Linked DNA regions of Mus musculus: regions 2 and 3 are each linked to region 1. Evidence: chromatin contacts called from public Hi-C data. All regions are on one chromosome and are shown on one strand. Each heading gives the region's core, a stretch centred on a gene start, on an enhancer-like site or on the middle of the called end of the contact. The rest is flanking DNA. Distances are from core to core; before and after follow the strand shown. Region 1 holds the start of Unc5c (unc-5 netrin receptor C). Region 2 overlaps Unc5c (unc-5 netrin receptor C). Region 3 has its middle 6.2 kb from the start of Gm32875.

What was found. Hi-C and Micro-C count contacts between places; a contact is called where the count stands out from the background.
Region 2: a contact with region 1 is called in a Hi-C map of the N1E-115 cell line, with 10 times the contacts expected there. The contact joins the enhancer-like site here to the promoter of Unc5c in region 1. A contact is called at or near these places in 5 of 39 promoter capture datasets (3T3-L1-derived adipocytes, embryonic stem cells, hematopoietic stem and progenitor cells and 2 more), 2 of 484 Hi-C or Micro-C datasets (the N1E-115 cell line and nephron progenitors), 6 of 115 datasets of contacts at active chromatin or transcription factors (embryonic forebrain, embryonic hindbrain, embryonic limb bud and 3 more) and 1 of 9 other capture datasets (embryonic stem cells).
Region 3: a Hi-C map of cerebellar granule neurons shows a contact between it and region 1, with 4 times the contacts expected there. The contact joins the enhancer-like site here to the promoter of Unc5c in region 1. A contact is called at or near these places in 2 of 39 promoter capture datasets (embryonic stem cells and hippocampal neurons), 4 of 484 Hi-C or Micro-C datasets (cerebellar granule neurons, cerebellum and cortical neurons) and 4 of 115 datasets of contacts at active chromatin or transcription factors (embryonic forebrain, embryonic hindbrain, embryonic limb bud and 1 more).

What each region holds. Positions count from the first base shown.
Region 1 is chr3:141,464,158-141,466,857 of GRCm38.p6, reverse strand. It overlaps Unc5c (unc-5 netrin receptor C), which reads right to left and starts at 1,294. Exons shown (of 16, transcript NM_009472.4): 1 at 1,021-1,294. The coding sequence starts at 1,144.
Region 2 is chr3:141,778,023-141,780,722 of GRCm38.p6, reverse strand. All of the region lies in intron 7 of Unc5c (unc-5 netrin receptor C), which reads right to left. Among named protein-coding and RNA genes, the nearest start is that of Gm15689, 96 kb to the right of the region's middle. Within about 2 kb of position 1,297, at least 22 of the 459 cell types and tissues checked have an H3K27ac peak or open chromatin away from gene starts, as enhancers often do. A contact at or near this core is called in the N1E-115 cell line, where this site is marked.
Region 3 is chr3:140,969,294-140,971,993 of GRCm38.p6, reverse strand. No RefSeq gene overlaps it. Among named protein-coding and RNA genes, the nearest start is that of Gm32875, 6.2 kb to the right of the region's middle. Within about 2 kb of position 1,328, at least 3 of the 459 cell types and tissues checked have an H3K27ac peak or open chromatin away from gene starts, as enhancers often do. A contact at or near this core is called in cerebellar granule neurons and cerebellum, where this site is marked.

The sequences.
Region 1 (2,700 bases), core at 45-2,544:
TCTGAGCTGGTTCTGAATTGTTGCCTCTCTCTCCAGGCAAAGCTGTGTTGCCTTCTGGCTATAGACAATAAATAAATAAATAAATAAATAAATAAATAAATAAATAAATCTTTAAAATGGCAAAGAAGGATCTGGGTGGGAACTGGTTTGAATAAGTCTGGGAGCTGCACCTCCCTCTAAAACTCAATGAACAAGAAAGAAGCCTCCAAGATGAACCTCAGTCTAGGTGTCTTCCCTCTACCCGTACAAGACATTCCCAACTCTGGACCACTGTCCTCCTACTCCGGCTTTGCTCAGAGTGCCACACACTTCGAGGCTTACACGCATTAAAATGTCAGTTATAAACTGGTTAGCAGCGTCCTTTCCCCCAGAGAGTTGCAGATTTGGTTCGAACAGCTAGAGTCACCCACTAGAGCTGTGGTTTTGAAGTTTTTCAAGGATCGCCTGTCCGGAGCGGGACACGAAGAGGTTGTGAGTGGAGAAGCAGGCACACCCGGAGCCTGTCCTTTCTGGGCGAATTGAGCATCTCCATAGCGCCCCATCAGCAGTCTAGGGGCACCAGCGCCTATGGGTCCTTGGCGGTAATGGACATATTTCCTTAGCGGAGGTGGAAGAAAACCCTGCAAGCGCAGCCATCGCGCACAGCGAGAAGCCTCGGCACACTACACATATTGGGGCACATACCACAACGCCACTATCAGTGCCTCTGGAAACCCCCGGCTACACAATATTCAAAACCGTGCGTCTGTGGGTCTGAAAGTGCAAAAGACACTCCAGGATCCCACAGGCACCGAGACAGCAGCTACACTTAACACACCCCGGGTCCATCCTTACCCAGATCCAGAGCTAAGACTGAAAATCTGGTTTCTTAACTAGTTGGGAAAGTGGGATTTAAAGTGGTTTCCATTGGGGGCAACTAGGCAGGTGAGGAATCAAGGAGCGCCGGGGACAAATAGAGGTAGAAGAGAGGGAAGACAGAAGCAAAGGGAGGTGACTGCCGCGCCCTGAAGACCCTCTTACCTTGAGCGGCGGAGCCGGTGCCACTGGCGCTTAGCAGGGCCAGGGCAGGTAACACAAGCATCTGCAGCAAGTATCCTAGTCCCAGTCCGCAGCGGGCCGCTGTCGCCCTCAGACCTTTCCTCATCGTCGGCAGAGGTGTACGGGGAAGGGAAACGCCACCAGGAGACGCGCAAACAGCCGAAAGCCCAGCCAGGCAGGAGGCTGGATCCGGCCACCGCCAGGCAGTCCTGAGAAATAACAGCAGCCTGAGCGCCACACTCCACTTTCTCCAAGGGCAGGGGCCAAAGGGGGTGGAGAGGAGCCTCCGAGGAGGAGTTTGAAGGTCCCTCGTCCACTGCGCCTAGCCACTGACGTCTCCCGGCTGCTAATGCTCTGCCCCCACTCGGGAAGTGCTGGGAGGTGTAGCGCGGCCACCACCACAGCTCCCGCAGCTCCGCCGCCAGCCGAGCGGGCGCTGCTCTCGGGTCCCCGCGCCCGCTCGGATCGCACAGGCGCCGGGGATGGGGAGGTGGCAAGAGCGGGAGGAGTGGCGAGCCAGCGAGGCGCTCCCCGCTCTGATCCTTGCGCTTCTGTGCCGGAGAGACTCCCGGGCTGCCGCCCGCCCGCCGACGGTCCAGCGACTGTCGCCTCCAGGAGTGGGGCGAGCGGGGGTCCTGGGTGGCGCTCGCAGAGGAGGCGTGGAGGGCGCGGCCCCACTCCGCGCGGGGGGAAGCGGCGGCGGGAGCGCGCTCGCCCGCCTTATGTAAGCGAGGATGGAGCGAAATCCACGCCTCGCGCGGAAGGTGGAGTCCACTGGGTTCACTTGCTCACTTGCTCACTCGCTCCGGCGCTGACAAGGGACACCTGGGGGCAGAGGCAACTGCGGCCAGGGGCAGCACAGTCTCCCCGCCTGGCGCCAGACTCCTGCTCCGCAAGCGCTGCGGGCACGCCTCAGGCCACTTGGCGGTGTCCAGCGGAGCTCAGCCCACCGCCTGGCAGTGTCCCTGAGCCGGCCAAGCCTAAGCCAGATGCCCCAGGACTGCTCTCGCTCTAGGATTTAGGGAGTTGCGCTTGATTGAGCCGGAGGCGGGCTGGAACTTGTTCGCATAGATGGGAAAGAAGGCAAGAAGCATTTGTAGTGGCTCAGCCCACTATCTTTGGGTTGTCAGCGCCAGTCAGGCTGTTTTATGCTCTGCGAGCCGGTGACCTATTTGTGGTGGAACAAAAACTGGAAATCAATGGAAACTCCCTCGGTACTGATTTTTTTTTTTTTTTTTTTTTGCTTGTTCATCTTGGTGGCTGCTGAGATTGAACATTTAAAGAGTGCCGCGGCAAAACCAAGAGAACCCCCCCCCCCCCAAAAAAAAAAAAAAAAGAACAAAATTTGCAGATGCTCAACTTGATGTTGGAACCTATAACTTAGTCTCCAAATTCTTAAGAGCGAGGAGAGAGGACTAAATCTGCTTCAGTACAGAAAGACATTTTGGGGAGTAGTTAGGTTGTGAATTCGTGATAAAAGGATGAAGGAGGAGTGTGAGGAGGAGTGGGTAAAACAAGCCCAGCCTAGACAAAAGGAAGGCGAATGTCTGAACACACCAGCTAAGCTCCACAAGATAGTGTGAAAAATCCCCGATGTTTGTGCATTTAAAATGAATAATTTTATCACGTAAAGGTTCAGTTTCAAGTGCAAAAGGAGCCATA
Region 2 (2,700 bases), core at 48-2,547, 310 kb before region 1:
TTATTAGTGGCAGTCAAAAGATCCATCTATGAAGTTATTTTTTTTCTCTATCTTTTGGGTATTAATTAAGTTAAACTCCAGTCATTTTGGCTTCTATTTGGCCATGTCTGACATTGAAGACTACAGTCAGGAACAATTTCAGCTACAGCCTAACCGTGCTTTATGATATTAAATAGGATTAAAATTAAAGCTGAAGTTCCTTTAACTATAAAAATGAGATATTATAATTGCAGGTTCTCTAAAATTTTAGAACTCTTGACCCAGACTTAGGGAATATTTAAAAGGAAAGCATGCACATAGATGCTGTAGGAATTAAAACTCTCTACATTTGGAGCCAAGCTAGTCAATGGAGATGCTATGGTACTATAAGTATTCTCTCCTGCCTCCACAGTTTATTTACTGCTGCCTGACATGGCATTGCTTGTGTTATAATAACATGCATAAATAGGCTTCAGGACGTTATGAGACCTTTAGAGTAGAGGACCAATTCTTCTCTGAGCTGGTGGTGACATCATAACTCAATAGTTACACAGCATCATTCAACAGTTTGCAGTATGCTACACCTTCTTTGCAAGTGTGTATTTGTTTTGTTTTATTTTATTTTTTAATGTTTGAGACAAGATCTTAAGGTGTGGCTCATTCTGGTCTAGAACACACTATGTAGCCTAAACTAGCCTCAGCCTTAGCATGAGCTACACATCTGGCTTAAACTAATGTTCTCAAATCACCAAATTTTAGTTAGTTTAGTTGTATTTATCTATTAGACACACACTCACTAAGAATCTTTCTAAGGGTTTTGTTTGTTTGTTTGTTTGTTTGTTTTTCACTTAAGATTTGATCTTTAGAAGAATCCTCTCCAGGTAGACTTGCCCCTTTCCTTGACCTGGCTGCCTGATCTGTTTGCCAGTGATTGCACACCAACCTAACAAGTTGGATATTTGCATCTCGATCACATTTCTTCTGATGCAAATTTTCTTGTTAACCCTCAAGAGTGACTCAAAGATAAACATGCCCAGGCTCTTTTTATTTCCCCTCCTTCCGAGTCAGAGTCATGGATTATTTTATAAACCCATCAGAACACTAATGATGTCAAAGGTCAGGTTTGTTAAAAACACCAAGGTCGTTTACCTACTCTTCTGAGGGTTCATTATTGACTGGGCTTACACAAACCCAAGCTTCAGAATATGTAAAATTGAAGACACGACAACAAAAATGGAAAGGAGCATTTTCTTATGGATGTCAGACAGCTGAGGTACCTGTGGCTATCTGTTGCTCCATCTTTTATGGGACACTGGCCAAGCCACACCAAGTTGGTTCATGACCTTGTTTGAAACAGTTACCAGCACACGTTCTGAAAACAGGCAGCAAATGATTAACAGCCCAGCAGGAAAAAGATCTTATCTCAGGACTCATAGCGGATGCAGCATAATTGCCTGAAATTCATCTCAGTTCACCAGAAACAAGCTTATGTATACATCAGGTGCCCTAGTGCTTTTATGCTGGACAATCCAAAGCCATCAATGTTTTAGAAGAAGAATAAAGCATTAGTATGTTCAAGGGTGGTAACACTCATCATGACTCCATCATAACAAAGACTTTCGACAAAAAGAGTAAAACAGTAGAATCCTGAACTAAGGTGATTTAATCCTAAAGAGTATCAGCCAATCTGATGACTTTTTATGCTCAAATAAAAGTCAATTTAACACCCTTACAGCAAGTCCATTTTGGTCTGCCTGTATAGTGGCATTTTTCTCAGCCTATATAGCTCCAATTTTCCTGATCTACCAGCAAGGCTACCAGAGGTGAAAGCTCTTGCTTTTGTTTCCTTGCACGAGCCTCTCTGGGCTCCAGAGGTGTGCATCAGGTTTCTGCGGCCTAAAGTTTCTGACCACATCCTTGCTTTCAAAAGCAGGAAAATGTTTTAGCAGAAAGTAGAAAGGCAGAGCACACTGATTATGCTGGAGACTATCGAGGGCTGTGTTGGGCAGGAAGTTCATGGGCAGAATATTTATTTGCCACCTGGGACACTGTGCATATCAAGAACTATAGAAACCCAGCTATGACATCAACTTCTAACTTCAGATAAAAAAAGTGCACACTGTCTAACACGCAAAGCTACGCTTTCCTCCCAAACTGCTGTGTTGACAAGAATTTTGCTGCAAAGTGACTAGCACCTTGGCAAGTGCCCACCGCAGGCAGTTATAAACACGTCATTCTGAACCCAGAGTGTGGTGATTTGTTAGGTAAATGGTTTCCCTATGTTTTAAGCACCTGGTGTTGCAGGAGCCCAGTATGCAGCGTGTCCACACTGAAATTTACATGCAGAGAGTTCTGCTACTTCCTCTGGTGAGAACCGATGGAAGAGCCGAGCTGTGTGACACGCAAATGTTTTAATGAGTAGAAAGTGCTAAATTTGCACAATGCATAACATTTTAATTTCCCAGAGTCAGGGGTTCACTGCTGCAGACTGTTCTAGGCAGTTCTGGTTTGGCAAATGCAACTTATAATTTGTCTATAGCATAAACTCTCTTCAGCAAGAAGGAATTCTAAGGTCATATTTGTACTCTTACACATATCCTCATGGAAATTCAAATTTAAATGGGATTAAAAGATAAAATTCACACGAATGTACCAATTTAACCCAGTAGTCCACATTTAAAACCAGACTATATTTATTCTTTGTATGACTATTTTCCAAAG
Region 3 (2,700 bases), core at 79-2,578, 490 kb after region 1:
TTAGATTACAAACATTAAGTAATCTTTTATATAAGGCCATCAGCATTCAAGAATAGTACATTATTAAATTATTTTCAAATTGCAACAAGGTGTGTGTGTGTGTGTGTGTGTGTGTGTGTGTGTGTGATGGCAATTGAAATGTTTTATTGAGTTTCTATGTTCTTGAATTGAACCCTTAAATAATTGCTTAGTTAAACTTAGCTGATATTATCATCATGGTTGCCATAATTATCAGTGTAACATTTGTTGCTTACCACTGACAGCACATCAAAACTTCCTGGTGGAAGAGGAATATTTTATAATATCTCTCTCTCTCTCTCTGTGTGTGTGTGTGTGTGTGTGTGTGTGTGTGTGTGTGTGTGTGTTTGTATCTGTATGCATGTACACACCTGTGTGTATGTTACTCTACGTATGTTTGGACATGTCTTTGGTGCCTACTATCTGTTCACATGTGGAAGTTAGGAAGTAACCTTGGTTTCCATTATTTGGTTCCATCTTCCTCTCATTTGTCCATTATTTTTGCCAGTCTGGGTGACATGAACTCCTAAAGGAGACCAGATTGGATGATCAGTGAACGTTAAGGCCCTGCTTGTTCTCCACACCCAAAGCACTAGGAGTAAATGTCAACCTCACATTTAATCTAACTTGCTTTTTTCACATGGATTTGGACTTGGACCTCATGGTCCAGGCAAGAGCTTTTCTAACTATGCTATCTTCCAAGCCCTGCAGCATAATTAAAATGCTCAAAAGTAATATATATATATATATATATATATATATATATATATATATATATATACACATATACATATATGTATATAAATTCCATAAGAGGGATTTCAACTTTCAAATCTACAAGAGTATCATCCCCAACACGTATTTCACTACAAAAGCGCAACCATCATCTCAAGCACATTGATACCTAAACCTAAAGTCAGTTTAAAATGGACTATTTTGTTATTTAATGAAGTATTCAGAGATTCATGACGATGTTATTTCAGGCAACGCAAGTAAAATAGTCAGTGGCAAGAGTATGGAAATTAATAAACTCATTACCACATAATGTAGTGAACAGCATGTATGTGTTTTCAGAGTTCCTGATCTATACAGTACCTGGAAATGATGGTGAAGAGCTATTTTTAAAACCCCGGCTTCATTCTTTGTCAGAACTGCATTTTGACTTTTGCAGCTTTCATATTACTTTATTTGCAGCTTCATATTTATTTCTATAAACACATATTTCAAGCAGTGGGTGGGAATTAAGGCAGCCAGATGGCAACATGAACTATGTGACAGAAAGGAATCTCAGATACAAGTTCCCTGCTTTTCCTCATACCACACATGCAGGGAGCTAGAAGACTGTCAGGTTCACGTGGTTCTGTTAGGTAATGTTCAAGTTCAAGGCTTATCATTGACACAATTCTAAGTGCTTAAGAGCAATTTTAGATGGATTCTATCTAGCCATATCATAATGGAGAGAGCATGATTCACATAGGTCTATATGTAGGTGGGCAAGCATCAACATCACTTTAATATCTCTAGCAATGTTCCTAATAAGCAACTGTATTCAGGGAAAAAAATTATGTAAACAGGCACAGGTGCAAAAACAGTGGGACGCATCACACTGACAAATTAGCAGGCCAAAGAAGGAAGGACTAAAAATGTATAAGCATGGCTTTCTTGAAAGCTATAATCATCAGAAATTAATGAAAGTAGTAAAGAAAGAGGCAGTCTCTATACTTGAGTCCCTGGGAAGCTGAGGAAGTCTCTCATTACCCTTGAGACACATGGAAGGTCTTACAGTGCAGAGCCAGGATTCAATTGCACTTCAGTACACAGTCCTGGGCAAGTTGTACATTTTCTGGGCTTGTGCTTTCTCCTCTCTAAAACAGTTGGAAGACTGCATGAGTCAGAGGATCAGCATGGGGCATGAATGAGATAACATGCTTGATGAAGCTGAGACACAGATCCACAGAGTTTCAACTCAAGAGATGCATTTGCATCTTAACACAGTATGCAAAATAGTAGAAAACAACACTGAAAATGTTTCTCCTTCTTTACTTCCTTATTATTTTCAGGATTTATCTGAGTTTAAAGTCTCCAAGAACAACATTGTTTCTCAATTTCTAATGTAGTCAGATATGGTCTTATGACTAATTTTGGTAAAAAGATATTAGCAAAGACAATGTGAATTATTTTCAATTATTTTCTTAAAAGCATAATAATAAGTATCCTGCCTTCTCGTCCTACTGTCTGGTGTCTAGTTCTGAAAGTTGGTACTAAAGCAGCAAATATGAGACGTTAAATACATTTATGTTGAACATGACAGAAAACAAGATAAGAACTTGGTCTTTGCAAATATATGAAGTCTCATGAGCGGAAGACCTATAACTTGCACTGTAAAATGAAATAGAACACCCCATATCTTTCTCCCATTCTGCCTTAACTTGGCTACTTAAAGCTACTTAGCCTCTTACTGTGAACCACAGACATGCCTGCCATGTTCTCCTAGGGATTAGCTTCTGCTGCAGTAGAGAAGAGACCAAGGCTCAGCAGACCTAAGCCTTGCCCCTATTCTCATGGAAACTAGCTATGCCCAAGCCCCACACCATCTAGCCACCAGTTTGGAATGTGTGCTGATGGATTATTATGAAAACATTTTCAAAAATCTGATTTAAAACTCGTTGGGTACAAATTGTT